2 separate regions of the Mus musculus genome follow, and region 1 is linked to region 2. A link is a contact called in public promoter capture Hi-C data. All regions are on one chromosome and are shown on one strand. Each heading gives the region's core, a stretch centred on a gene start, on an enhancer-like site or on the middle of the called end of the contact. The rest is flanking DNA. Distances are from core to core; before and after follow the strand shown.

Region 1 (6,507 bases), core at 2,728-5,227, 2.5 Mb after region 2:
CAGCTTCAGCCAAAGCAGGCAACACTGTACTGTACATGGACAAAGTCCTTACTTTTTGCATTGGTTCTCTTGGCCCCTGCTCCCTGTTCCAACTTGGGTCACTGGTCAGGTACCAGGGAGGCTAGAAGATGTTGTTCCATGGATCTCTTCCTGGGAGCCCCCCCAAGTGTTTGACCTTCCTGCACTGAGGTGTCAGGTCCAAACACAGCAGGCATTTATTTAGCTATGAGTTTTGGGGATGAGCAGGAGGCCATTAACAGCGAGAACCACCAGCTCCCTGGCACACAGTTTGTGTGTGCCAGACCTGGGTCCCCAGGAGTACTAACCAGGCTTCCTTGTGAGGGAGACTGCAGTGTCACTCCAGTAGGGGGCCAACTGCCTTGGAGACCCTGCTAACCCACAATTTTCCCATCATTTCCCCTCCGTGCCCCTTGGCGAGGGCAGGAAAGGGTTGGTGACTCCTGCTCTAGCGAGCCTTACATGCAATTGTGGGGAGAGCAGACACGAAGACCCGTAACTCGCTCCTCTCCAGAAACCGGAGCCTTGGTTCCAGCAAGAGGCTGCGATGCAGTGGAGGGTCAGGTTCAGCACCTCGGAGAGAGGCCAGGCCCATGCAGGTAACTTTGGAAACCTGGGAAGGATTTGAACTCAGGTTTATATCCACAGCAGAAGCAATGCCTCACTGAGAAAGTATGATGCACCCTGCTTCAATCCATAAGCTAGGAACACTCTTGCCCGTGGGCAGTTGAAAAGCTATAGCTTCAGGCTGCCCTACCTGGACCCTTACACTGGGCCCTAGAGCAGGCTCCCTAGAGCTCACAGAACACCCAACATCCGGCAGTACCACTGGTAGGAACAAAAATGAAAAGGTCAGAGGTCATGACTGAGCTTGTTATAAATACACATGTATTTTGTTGGGTCACAGGGCATAGGCGGTGCTGTACAGAGCTGGTATAGGCGTGGGGCTGAACGCCACAGAGATAGACAGACAGAGACTGAGTCCACCCAGCAGGGCAGGCCAGGCCAGGCCAGGCCAGGCAGCATCGTGGGGCCTGTAACACTTGGTTGGTGGGCAAGAGTCATCTGGGAGTCTGGTCCAGGACTGGTGGTCCCCAGACAACTTGGAAGATCCTTGGTCCAATCCGATTGAGGTCTCGGGTGGTGTCACAGTGGCACCTGGATTCAGCTTATGTCATTGAGGGCCTGGTGGGACATGAAGGCAGTCAGGAGGATGTGCAAGCTGTGCAGGATGAGGCCCAGCAGGGAGCCTGGCAGGCCACTCACCTTCCGGGTGAACTCGGGCAGTACGAAGGCGGCACGGTGCATGTCCGAGTTATAGTATTTCAGCTGCATCTGCTCCACCTGGGCCTGTGTCAACTGCTGCACTGGCTCCCGGAAGTTGGTGCTCTGGGAACCAGGGACAAAGAGCATCAAGATGGGGCTCTTAGTGCCTGCCCTCGCCCCACCCTGCAGGCAGTCACCCCCAGCTCACCGGGTTTTTGCTACACAGCATGAAGCCGATCTGGCCGCTGGGATAGGTAGGAATGCTACAGTAGGCGTAGTCCACCACGGGGAAGAGAGATTTGCAGAAGTGCCTCATCTCCTTGATGAGGTCCAGGTGCAGCCACTGGCACTCACCCTGGCAGCACAGGATGCCATCTTCTTTGAGTGCTGTCTTCATGAGCTGGTAATAGGACTCCTTGAAGAGGCTCTCAGCAGGGCCTAGAGGGGTAGAGCATGGCCATCCTGCCTGAGACCTCCAGGCCACAGTCACCCACAGCAGCTCAGTGGCAAAGCAGGTGCTGGACCCATGTTTGTGGGATGTGGCCCCCTACTGCCTTAGCACCTGGGAGGCCCTGCATTCAAACCCTCCCCCACTGCACCATAGCACACCCGGATGCTGGCCAACAAGCACAGGGAAGAAGCCAAAGAGGAAGCAGAGGTCACTATGGACCAAGGCTAGACCCCCACCGTCCTCAGGCCTCCATCATCACATGGCTCTAGTCTGGGGCTGCTGTGTGCTGCAGGACGCGCGTGCCCTGGCTCACCCATGGGGTCTGAGGAGTCGGTGATGATGACGTCAAAGGCATCTTGGTTCTGTTTCATGAACTCAAAGCCATCGCCCACGTGGAGAGTCAGCTTTGAGCTGGAGAAGCCAACGGCCATGCCAGGCAGGAACTTCTTAGAGACTTCAATGACATCCTGAAGAGGGGGGAGAGGAAGGGCTGGGCTGGACTAGAGGCTGGGGACTCCTGGTGGGGTTTCTTTGGACAAGTCTTCTCTTTTGAAAACCCTTTCCCCCAGATCTACACCACCTCAGCTCTTCATGGTTTTCAGGCCTCAACTCCCTGCAGACCAAGTCCCATCTGAGCTTCTGCATTTTTGAGAGATGGTCTCAGATAACTCACGCTGGCCTCAAACTCTTGATCGTCCTGCTTCTACCCAAGTGCTGGGGCTGTAAGCATGCGTGGCTGCACACTTCCTATCAGCCTGTGTTCTCCATATCTTTTATCCCTGTCTGGCCTCATCATGTCATGCTGTGTTATGGTGTCTTCTCCAACCCAAACACCAGCTCTACACTCAGGGGCTCACCTGTCCATGGCCGTATCAACCCAGCACCTTGGGTAACACTCAGCATACAGTAAGTGCTCACTAAAACCATGCTGGGTCTCAAGGGGAGATGCCATAAGTTGTTGAGCTCTCTGGCTCTGCCTGGGCTCTGAAAGCACTAAGAGTTAACATCCATGGTGTGGTGTGTGCCAGGCCTTAACAATCTGGTTTTCCTACTGAACCCTCTTTTCAGACTGAGGAAACAGGGCAGGGATGGTAAGAACATTGCGCCTCGGGGTGCAGAGTCAGGATGGGACAGAGCTGACTCTGGTGACTCAAATCCAGGCCTCCTGGACTGCACCCACCTCATCAATCTCGCACTGGACCACCGACTCCACAGAGGGGTGCTTCACCACTTCCCGTAGGACGCCCCCATCTCCACCCCCGATGATCAGCACCTGGGCCAGGGAAGGACAAGTCAGGACTGAGCAGGCCCACTCCCACAGAACCTGATCTTCCCAGCTACAGGACTCTGAGTCATTCTCTACTCTCCAGAACGCTTCTGTGCCACGGGGTCCTTCCTGGCAGCCTGGGTTCCCCTCTCGGGGCTTCTAAGGAGACCAGCTCTCCCAGGAGCTCTATTCATCCTGACCGACCCGCATTTTCTGACAGTCATCTGGGTAGCATCTGCCCCCAAACATCCTCACCTAGTGTCAGCCCGACATGCTTTTCTAGGACCCCGAGCTCAGGGCTGAACCCAGGGGCAATGCGGTACCTTCCGCGGGTTGGGGTGGCTGCAGAGCGGCAGGTTGGCGATCATCTCCTGGTAGGAGAACTCATCCCTCTCAGTACACTGGATGACGCCATCCAGAACCAGCACGTTGCCGTAGGTTTTACTGCGGGCAGAGACAGTCGGGGACGTGGGTCCTGGGACACTGGGAGGTTAGGTCCCTGTCCTCCCTGGGCGTGCACGTGGCCGCCATGGGGTCCAGGGGTGGGCATTCGGGGTGACACGTGGCAGGCGAGCCACGTGTGGGGGCTGGGTGGGTCCCGGGGTCCCCTCGGCTGACGTGTCCCGATAGTGACACGTGGACGCAGGGCCGGGCCCAGCGCAGAACTTCTGACAGCTGCACCGGCGCGCGGCGGGCCATACCTGCGGAAGACGAGGATGTCTTGGTACCGCGATCGCCGGTGGTGAAGCAGCTGCTCCACTTGCAGCGACAGGGCCTGGCCGGGCCACAGGCTGCAGGTCTCTCGGAACCAGCCCTCACGGATGGCGGCGGGGCCGGGCGCGGCTGGGCCGTCGGGGCCAGGCTCCATGGCGGGCGGGCGGGCCGACGGAGCGCGTAGCGGGTTCGGGACTGCAGGGCGCGCGGACCCCCCCCAGCACAACGTGACCAGCTCTGCCCGCTGCCCGCGCCGCAACCTAACCCGCTCGGGGGCGGGGCCTACGGAGGGGCGGGACCCCGGCTCTCCAATGGCGGCGTGGGCCGGCCCGCAGCTTCACCAGGAGTTCATTGGCTCCCCGGGCTGCAACTAGCAGTGATTGGTTGGGCCGTGCTGTCTGTCAGCCGCAGCAGGGTAGTGCGGCCGGCTGCCGGGCCACGTGGGGAGAGGCCCTGGCGGCGGGAGGGTTCCGGGGCGGGCCGCGCCGGCGCAGCGGTTCGAGGGCTGGGGCCCATCCTTGGACCCCCGTAGGGTTTGAGCAGATCGTGTCTAGTCTGGGCGCACATGGGACTTTTATTTACTTGCGAGGATTGTCGCGCCATTTGGCTACTTTGCTCCGGATTGTCAGCCAGGAGCGGGTGGCTGCAGAATAAGAATGGAGCTCTTTCTAAATTTACCAGCTGAGGCCCCGCACATGCATATTCAAAACCAAAAAAGACTGGCGCGGCTTTTTTTTTCTTTTTACAAACTGGGTCTTGCTCCTTGAAGGGTGGGAGGGAACGTGGCTGTTTTTATGAAAATGTCAAGGAACTTATCAGAATCACATTAAGCATGCTAATTACCGAATATTAAATGCTAATTGCTCCATACACAGTTTGAATGCCAAAGAAGGAAGACGAACCACGAATAAGCTATTCCTGACACGGTGTCAGGGACGGTTTCTGACTGATACTCAGCAGCCTCCACCTGGAGTGGGAGCATGTCCCCTTGTCATAACGCACAGCTGAAGGGCATGAGCTGTTGCTTGGAGCCCTGTCCCTGCCTTGGCTGACTTCAAGCTCGCAAACGGAGGGAGGGAGGGAGGTCTACAAAGTTGCTACCAGGGCATCCAGGGTCACAATGGCTCAGATGGAGATTCGTGTCCAGTTTTACGAACTTGACGGGGACAGCATGTGTTGTGTACATAAAAAGATAAAGAGGGGGGCTGGAGAGATGGCTCAGCAGTTAAGAGCACTGAGTGCTCTTCCAAAGGTCCTGAGTTCAAATCCCAGCAACCACATGGTGGCTTACAACCATCCGTAATGAGATCTGATGCCCTCTTCTGGTGTGTCTGAAGACAGCTGCAGTGTACTTACATTTAATAATAAATAAATCTAAAAAAAAAATTTTTTTTTTTTAAAAAGAAGCCGGGAGTGGTGGCGCACGCCTTTAATCCCAGCACTCGGGAGGCAGAGGCAGGCGGATTTCTGAGTTCGAGGCCAGCCTGGTCTACAAAGTGAGTGCCAGGACAGCCAGGGCTACACAGAGAAACCCTGTCTCGAAAAACCAAAAAAAAAAAAAAAAAAAAAAAAAAAAGATAAAGAGGTATAAGAATATGTTTTATGGGGGTGTGGTGAGGGATGGGGGAAGAGGGTGCTTCAGCGGGCCCATGCCAAGGCATCCCTTCCCCCTGAGGGACCAGCTACAAGGTATAGTATAGAACAGTTTAGGGCATGGGGAGGGGAGTTAAGAGGGTAGTAGAAGCAGAGAGAGGGAGAGAGTAGAGAAATAGAGGCCAACGTGGAAAAAGGGGAGGGGGCAGAGGGAATGCAGAGATGCAGAGAGAGGAAAGAATAAGAGAGAAGAGGGCGGGGGGGGGGGGGCGGAAAGCAGCCCTTTTTATAGTGGGCCAGGCCTAACTGTGGGGAGGAGCATACCTGGCTGTTACCAGGTAACTATGGGGGCGGAGTCCAAACAGAATACCAACATTGTGGACTCAAGACTATCTACTGAGCAGCCTCCGTACTTACCAACCAGCACAGTTCTGCCTCTGGGCTATGGATGGCTGTTTATTTGCCAGAGGCCCCGAGCCAGAACGCAGCTTGCCAGAAGGCTAGGGATGCTTCCTGGAGATGGCAGCCCCTGAGGGCGGGCTGAGTTGAATCCATTACATTCCTCCCCTAGGAAGTAAGAGAGGGAGCAAAGTTGTTCCGGAATGTGCCCTCTAGGAAGACTGAATTGACCACACCTGTCAGATTTAGGAAGATTCCGATACTGGAAAAACGGCAAGTAAAGCCAGGCATGGTGGTCCATACCTCTAATTCTAGCACTTAATGAGGCAGAGGCATGTTTGGATCTCTGTAAGTTCAAGGTCAGCCTGGTCTACATAGTGAGTTCAGAACGATACACAATGCAACCCTCTCTACAAAACAAAACAACAACAAAACCAAAAAACTAAAAAGCCAACCAACCCCCAAATCCAAACAAAAAACTAAAGCAAGCGAACCAAAAACTAGGAATGCAAACTCCCCAAACGGTTTTGTCTTAAACAAAACTAAATGAAGCCATGTAAGCAGAAATCTTCCAGAGTGCCCAGTGGCCCAAAGTGCCAGCCAGCTGGGGACCTGGACGAAGGCCTGCGGTTTTGCCTTTAGTCTCACTAACCAGTCCACGGAAAACCACAGTGATATAGACACTCAGAAGCCAGGCAGAAAACTGATTTGTCTCTGAAGTCAGGAGTGCTGATGTGCACAAGGGAAGGAAGGCTGGGACAGTGACAAGCTGAGCCTGTCAGTGAACGGTGGCTGCTGG
Region 2 (6,247 bases), core at 2,642-5,141:
TAGCTAGGAAACTGTTCTTTAAGATTATTCTCCGTTTGTAAGCACTACTGACTCCCGCTGTATTTAAGATGCTGGTGAAGAGCTCATGCTCTTATGTTAGATATGACTATGTTTACTTTCTTGTTCTTGTTGTATATCACTCCTAAAATAGTATTTTAACCAGAAATAACCCTTTAAGAAGTTTTTATAGAACTATGACCAAAGTTTCTATTTTGCCAAAAGTTAAGTACAAATAAATTGCCCCAATAGATACATTCAAATAAGTGCCAAATGTAACTCAAGGTGTCCTTTAAGAAAAATGTTAATACTGTGAGAGCGAGCCTTCAACATGTCGGCAGTCCATCCTGTGAAATGCTATAGAGAAGGCTAGTCATTCTGATTTGGTTTCTTCTTTAGAGCTATGGAGGTGGGCTCAGATCACACCTGTAGACAAGATACTTAGCCAGCAGTTTGTAGACTGAGCTAGGCTGTGGTCTCTAGTGCGATGTGAGCAGTAGCCGTGCAGCCTCACCAAGGCATCAGTCTGCACAGAGTTCCAGAAGACTGTGTACTGCTTGTACTCATCTCTGTCTTATGCTTGAGGTAAGCCACCGGTCACTCGTAGAGGATAGCTAACCAGAGATGCCTGGTGCTCTTAGAATGTAGCCATTGCTGTCTGGGACAGTTTCATTGTTTATATGAGACTTTCATCAAGGCTTGGTTCAAAGACAGGAGTTCAGGCATGGGTGGAATTGAGGAAGTGGTGAAGGGAAAGCTGCTTGCCTATGGCAGTGCCACTAGAATGTCCTGAAATCTGTGTTTGTGTGTAAAGCAGCATTACTCAAGATGTCATAGAATCTGGTTCTAGTTTTTTGTTTTTGTTTTGTTTTTTGAGACAGGGTTTCTCTGTATAGCCCTTGCTGTCCTGGAACTCACTTTGTAGACCAGGCTGGCTCGAACTCAAAAATCCGCCTGCCTCTGCCTCCCAAGTGCAGGGATTAAAGGCGTGTGCCACCAACGCCCAACTGGTTCTAGTTTTTTATCTGTTCCCCTAACATTACTGAAACAATACAGATGTTGAAGATATGCCTTGCCGCATCAGCCTAGGGCTTCTGTCCTGGTCTGACCTCACAACTTTGGTGCTGTCTCCTCATATTCTGTCCCATGTAACTCAGTGGCTCCTGTATTAACACAGTGATACCTCGCTTCTCTGTGCATTTAGCTGGGAATGTTCCCGGTATGGTGACCAGAATAAAGTTGTTTATTAACATGATCCTGTGTCGTGTTTCTTGGAGTGGAGTTGGGAATACACCTGATGCATGTCCTAAACTTCTGACCCTTGATGCTCCCCCTCCCTCCCTGACAAACTATGTTTTTTTCTTATTCATTATCCTAGGAGCACATATTCCTGTGAGAAGATGTAGATCTCACCCTGTGTTAGGGGACTCTAGAGCAACAGAACTAATAAGGTGAACATATATTTTTAAAAGATTTTTATTATGTGGTATGGTCTACCTCACACTGAAGATGCTGAGAACCTGATAGCTGCTTAGTCCATGAGGCTGAGTTCCTCAGAAGTTTCCATCTGGTACTGTGGGCCTGGAGGACTCCTGGAAAATCTCTGGTGTTAAGCCCATGTGGAAGCCCATGTGGAAGCCCATGAAAACATACTGAGTTCTGATAACATCAGAGTGCAGCAACAGCAGGGTAGATTAACTCGCCTGTGAGTGAAGGCTTGCAGGCAAAGAGCAGAGCTTCCTTCTCCTATCTTCCCCACTTTACATACTCCGAGCAGGGAAACCCATCAGGAATACCTGGCAGGCTGCCTTTTAGTTGATTCCACATACAATGGAGTCGACAACTGGAATTAACCATCATATACCTTAATGAAAAGTGCTTTTCAGAGCAGAGATGAGTCCATAGCTGGTTTGCAGTTACCAGACCAGTAAGGATTTGGCTATTGGGTTTCTTAAATAGTGTCTTCTGGAAGTGATTTGTAGAGTTGACCCTGGTACACCACACAGCTACCAACCACACAGGTAAACTTAGGGGAGGCATGTCCCAAATGTGTGGCTTTTTTTTTTTTTTAATCTGCCTTCCTTTGAATATATTTCCCCTCATTCCCCCACTCTTGCAAACAATGTAATATAGACCGGGTAGGATTTTGTCTATGTTTACAACATAAAAGTCTAAATACTTTTCCTTAAGCACAAACCCCATCACAATCTGGCCCTTCCTTTCTCCCATTGCTTCAGGTTCTTTTTTTTTTTTTAGATTTATTTATTATTATTATATCTAAGTAACTGTAGCTGTCTTCAGACACACCAGAAGAGCATCAGATCTCATTATTGATTGTTGTGAGCCACCATGTGATTGCTGGGATTTGAACTTGGGACCTTCAGAAGAGCAGTCAGTGCTCTTAAGCACTGAGCCGTCTTTCTAGCCCTCGCTTCAGGTTCTTAATGACTAACCTGTACTTCACAAGGATGGCCTGAAAGGGACAGTGCTTTTCAGTTCTGTTAGCCCACCCATTTCCCCCACCCCAAAGGATCACTCAGATTCAGTTCCCCTTCTCAGCGGCCCTCCCTTACCCTCCAGCCTGTTCCCTGGGGCTCTTGCCTCCTTCCTCTGTCCTTCCCATTCCTACCAGTTTATGTCCTACCAGCATCTTAGGCTTTCTTGACTTTGAGGCATCATCCATGTGTTGTATGTTGAGTATGAGAGAATTTGGTTCTGTCCTCAGTACAATAATCCCTGCCCACATGTGCACCCAATGGTCGTACAATGAATGTTTCTTGAAGAACTCAGGAGTAGAGTAATCCAGTGTGGAGAAAGACTTTTTTTAAAAATCGGTCATTTGCCCAATATGAAATGTGGATACTTGCTCTCTGGCATTTTCCCCTTCTCCTTTGGCCTGAACACTTTCATTCATCCAACAAATACTTAGTGTATTTTTTTAAAGATCTTATTATTTATGTGGTGTATGTCTGGATAGCGTATGCTCACTGTGCAGGTGTCTTGATGGATGAGGGCATTGGATCTCCTATAACTGGAATTACAGGCACTTTGTGAGACACTGATAGAAGATGCCTGGGAACCATCCAAAGGAAGAGCAGTAGGTGCTTAACTCTCAAGTGCTGTGCCATCTCTCCACCCACTACCGAGTGTGTTCTTGATGTACCCAGGCAGCAGAAGGCTGGAGCTCTGCCCTGTACCTTTCGTTTCTGAAGGGTAGAGACAGTTATGTAAAAGGAGCATCCTGGCTGTTTCCTCGAAAACAGAGCGTCGCTTACAATACTATCTAACTCCTGTTGCCAAATGAACCTGTAACTCGAGGGCAGCCAAGGACCTTACCTTGTACCATTAAACTTGTATTTCTGAAAATACGGTTGGATTCTACCTGGGTTCACTCACCTATATTGGCGGGTGGGAGAAAGCAGCAAGTTTTGGAAAGATGAAAACAATGGGAACCCCAAAGCACTGCATTCCTGGGATACCGGGGAGCCCCAGAGGCCTGCGGACTCACAAGCGCCACCGGGTCCACTTACCTGTTGGCTGCGCGGACCCCGCCCTCCCGTGACTGACAGCCCCAAGGCCACGCCTCCGGGAAGCCCGGCAGTAGACTTGCGCGGCCCGGCCCTGTTGTCTTCCAGGCCACTCCACTTGGCCAGGATTGGCCGAGAGCCGCCCTCGCCCGACCCGCGCGTTATGTAAGGTACTCGGGGGCCTTTGCACCCGCCCACCCGCCCGCGGTTATGTAACCCCCGCCGTGCACGACCTGCACCCCGCCCTCTGACCAATGGGAGCTCGTGTTGCCGGTAACAGCGACCAATCGCGCGGCGAAGGGGCGGGACCGGATCCCTGGCGCGCAGGGGGCGGGGCCGGCGGCCACTGGGCACGCGGACGGCCTCGAGACTGGACTGCCCGCGGGTGGGCGAGGCTCTGCGGGGCGGCGGCGAGTTGCTCGGCTGGCGGGACGCCTGCGAGCCCGCACGGCCGGGCGCTGCTGCCCCTGCCTTCTGCCCGGTCACGCCGGACGTTGCTCTCTGAGGTGTTTCTCGATGCTCGCCGGCTTCCCAGCAAGGACGGTGGAAAAGTTGTTGCAGGCTGACCGCGCTCCCTGAGAGCCCCGCTGGTGGTCCGTCCAGCCAGCTTCCGCCATCGAGCTGTCGCTGTAGCTCGTCACCCCAGCAGAGTCTGTGGAAATGCTGAGGAGAAAAGTGCCCCTCAGATGAGCGTGGTCGGCGACCAGTCTTTCCCGAAGGCGATGGCAGGGACCAAAACAAGCCGGGTTTGGTTGCTAGCTGCAAACTGAGAGAAGCAGGCTGAGGGCTGCCAGGCGGGATGGATCCCTGTGGAGACCCGGCAGTACCTGGTGGCGACTGTCCCCAGACTAGGGGACCGGGGCTCCAGGGGGCGTCTGGCCAGGAGGGTCCTCTGCAGGGCACTTGCGTGGACAGCAGCCACAGGTGACGCTAGGAAGTCTCCCCACCACCCTCTGTGTTTATTGTCCTTCCCTGGAGCAGGGAAAGCAGGATTTACAACTTTTTATTGTATTTTTGATCCCGGGGACGCGGTAGGGGGGGGAGGCGACCTGAAAGGGAACTTCCAAATAGTTCGGTGAGGATTGATGGGAGGGGGAATGTTACTAAACTAAATTACCAGAGTACGGAAAGAAAGAGGAAAGTGGTTAAAGAATTTGACGGAGTTGGGACTGAAGGGAGAATGAAAGTGTAGAATGTCCCCTACCTGGAAGAGAAAGGGCATTAAACCTGTGACCTGGGCTAGTTGAGGTGGCCAGACATCCCTAAAAATCAGATATTCCTTGAGTGTCCACCATTACGGTTTCTTGTTTGTTTTTTTCCTATTCAGTGAACACGAAGACCGAAACAGAATGTCTGAAGAGCTTATAATGGTTGTCCAAGAAATGAAAAAGTATTTCCCAGCCGAGAGGCACACTAAGCCCAGTACCCTAGATGCTCTTAACTATGCCCTGCGCTGTGTACACAGTGTGCAAGGTAAATGCATTGCAGCGAATAGGGTGGCGCTGGGCTCAGTCCTCATGTGCAGTGGAACTCCAGCCTCCAGAGGCTTGGGCTTTATTTGTAGCCAAGACAAGCAAGTCTAAAGCTGATGTAAGTGGTGCTTTAGGCTTTCCAAGTTTGAAAAGCCAGCAGAACGTTATTTGTCTGACAGTTTAGTAACTGTGCAATATTGTGCCTATCTGTTGCAAGAGTAAAGAGTTGAGCAGTTTAAGTAAAACTCAGAGGACTTTTTCAAGGAGCATTGCCTTCCATGGAGATTACACGAGCAAATACATGTCTGGGTTGTTTTTTTCTGTCATGCACACACTTTGGAAATGCAGTTGTAGTATATACAAAATAGACTAAATCAAAGAACAAATGTTTTTCCTTCCCCCAGCAGAAACCGCTTTGCTCAGTCTGTGATCAATAGTTTGTGAATTCTAGTGTTTCCTCCATTAAAAAAATATATGTGTGTATCTGGACTTTGATTTTATTAACTAGCTTTAGAACTTCTAGTGAATCTTGCTCCTTGTAACCCAGAGCAGGCAGGATTCATAAAACTCATAGTCTTGAGTTTGCATACCTAACCTTGCATTCCTAACCATATCCTTGATGCAAACAAAAAAATCACCTGGTTTTGAGGGAAACCCACGTAAGGGATCGTCATCTAAGGAAATACACCAACCTTAGCGTGCTGAGAAATGACTTCTTAAAGATACGCTTGTCACCACTCTGTGTGTCTATCTCCCTGTCTTTCTTAGCAAACAGTGACTTTTTCCAGAGTCTCGGTCCACGCGGAGCACACCAGGCAGATGTGACTGTATACAGTCTTGAGGACCTCACCGCTCTGGCTTCTGAACATACTTCTAAGAACACAGTAAGATTTAATGAGTTTTGCCATCTCCACCTGGTGACTCTTCCTAGGGACCTTTTCTGGGTGTTAAAATAGTCACTGGAAGTTTCACTTGCTGAGGGAAAAAAAAAAGGGTGAAAGTTCTAAAAAGGTACTATGAGGTCTCCTGCCCATACCAGAGATCCTGTCTGAAGGTAGACGCGACCCCTGGCCCCTTGTGCTGTATCATAGTTTCCTGTGCTTAGCCAGCAGGTAATGCCCTCCCCCTCAGCATCCCCTGTTCTCTCACAGAAAAAGAAAAAAAAAAAAAAAAAAAAAGCAACAAGCAAAACGTGGCAGAGTAATTTCCTGCATCGTATTCTAATCTCCAAATTGTTACTTTCTATTTATA

Evidence for each region. Capture Hi-C pulls out chosen DNA fragments and counts their contacts.
Region 1: a promoter capture Hi-C map of adipose tissue shows a contact between it and region 2, with 4 times the contacts expected there. The contact joins the promoter of Srm here to the promoter of Per3 in region 2. A contact is called at or near these places in 1 of 39 promoter capture datasets (liver) and 1 of 9 other capture datasets (adipose tissue).

The regions. Positions count from the first base shown.
Region 1 is chr4:148,588,983-148,595,489 of GRCm38.p6, reverse strand. Srm (spermidine synthase) reads right to left here and starts at 3,977. Exons shown (of 7, transcript NM_009272.4): 1 at 3,704-3,977; 2 at 3,326-3,446; 3 at 2,916-3,008; 4 at 2,049-2,202; 5 at 1,493-1,722; 6 at 1,285-1,407; 7 at 871-1,203. The coding sequence starts at 3,870. The coding sequence ends at 1,183. It also overlaps a transcript of Masp2 not described here.
Region 2 is chr4:151,042,309-151,048,555 of GRCm38.p6, reverse strand. Per3 (period circadian clock 3) reads left to right here and starts at 3,891. Exons shown (of 21, transcript NM_011067.3): 1 at 3,891-4,448; 2 at 4,852-4,997; 3 at 5,765-5,880. The coding sequence starts at 4,324. Gm38529 reads right to left here and starts at 3,703. Exons shown (of 2, transcript XM_017320565.2): 1 at 3,528-3,703. It overlaps Vamp3 (vesicle-associated membrane protein 3), which reads left to right. Exons shown (of 5, transcript NM_009498.4): 5 at 1-1,251.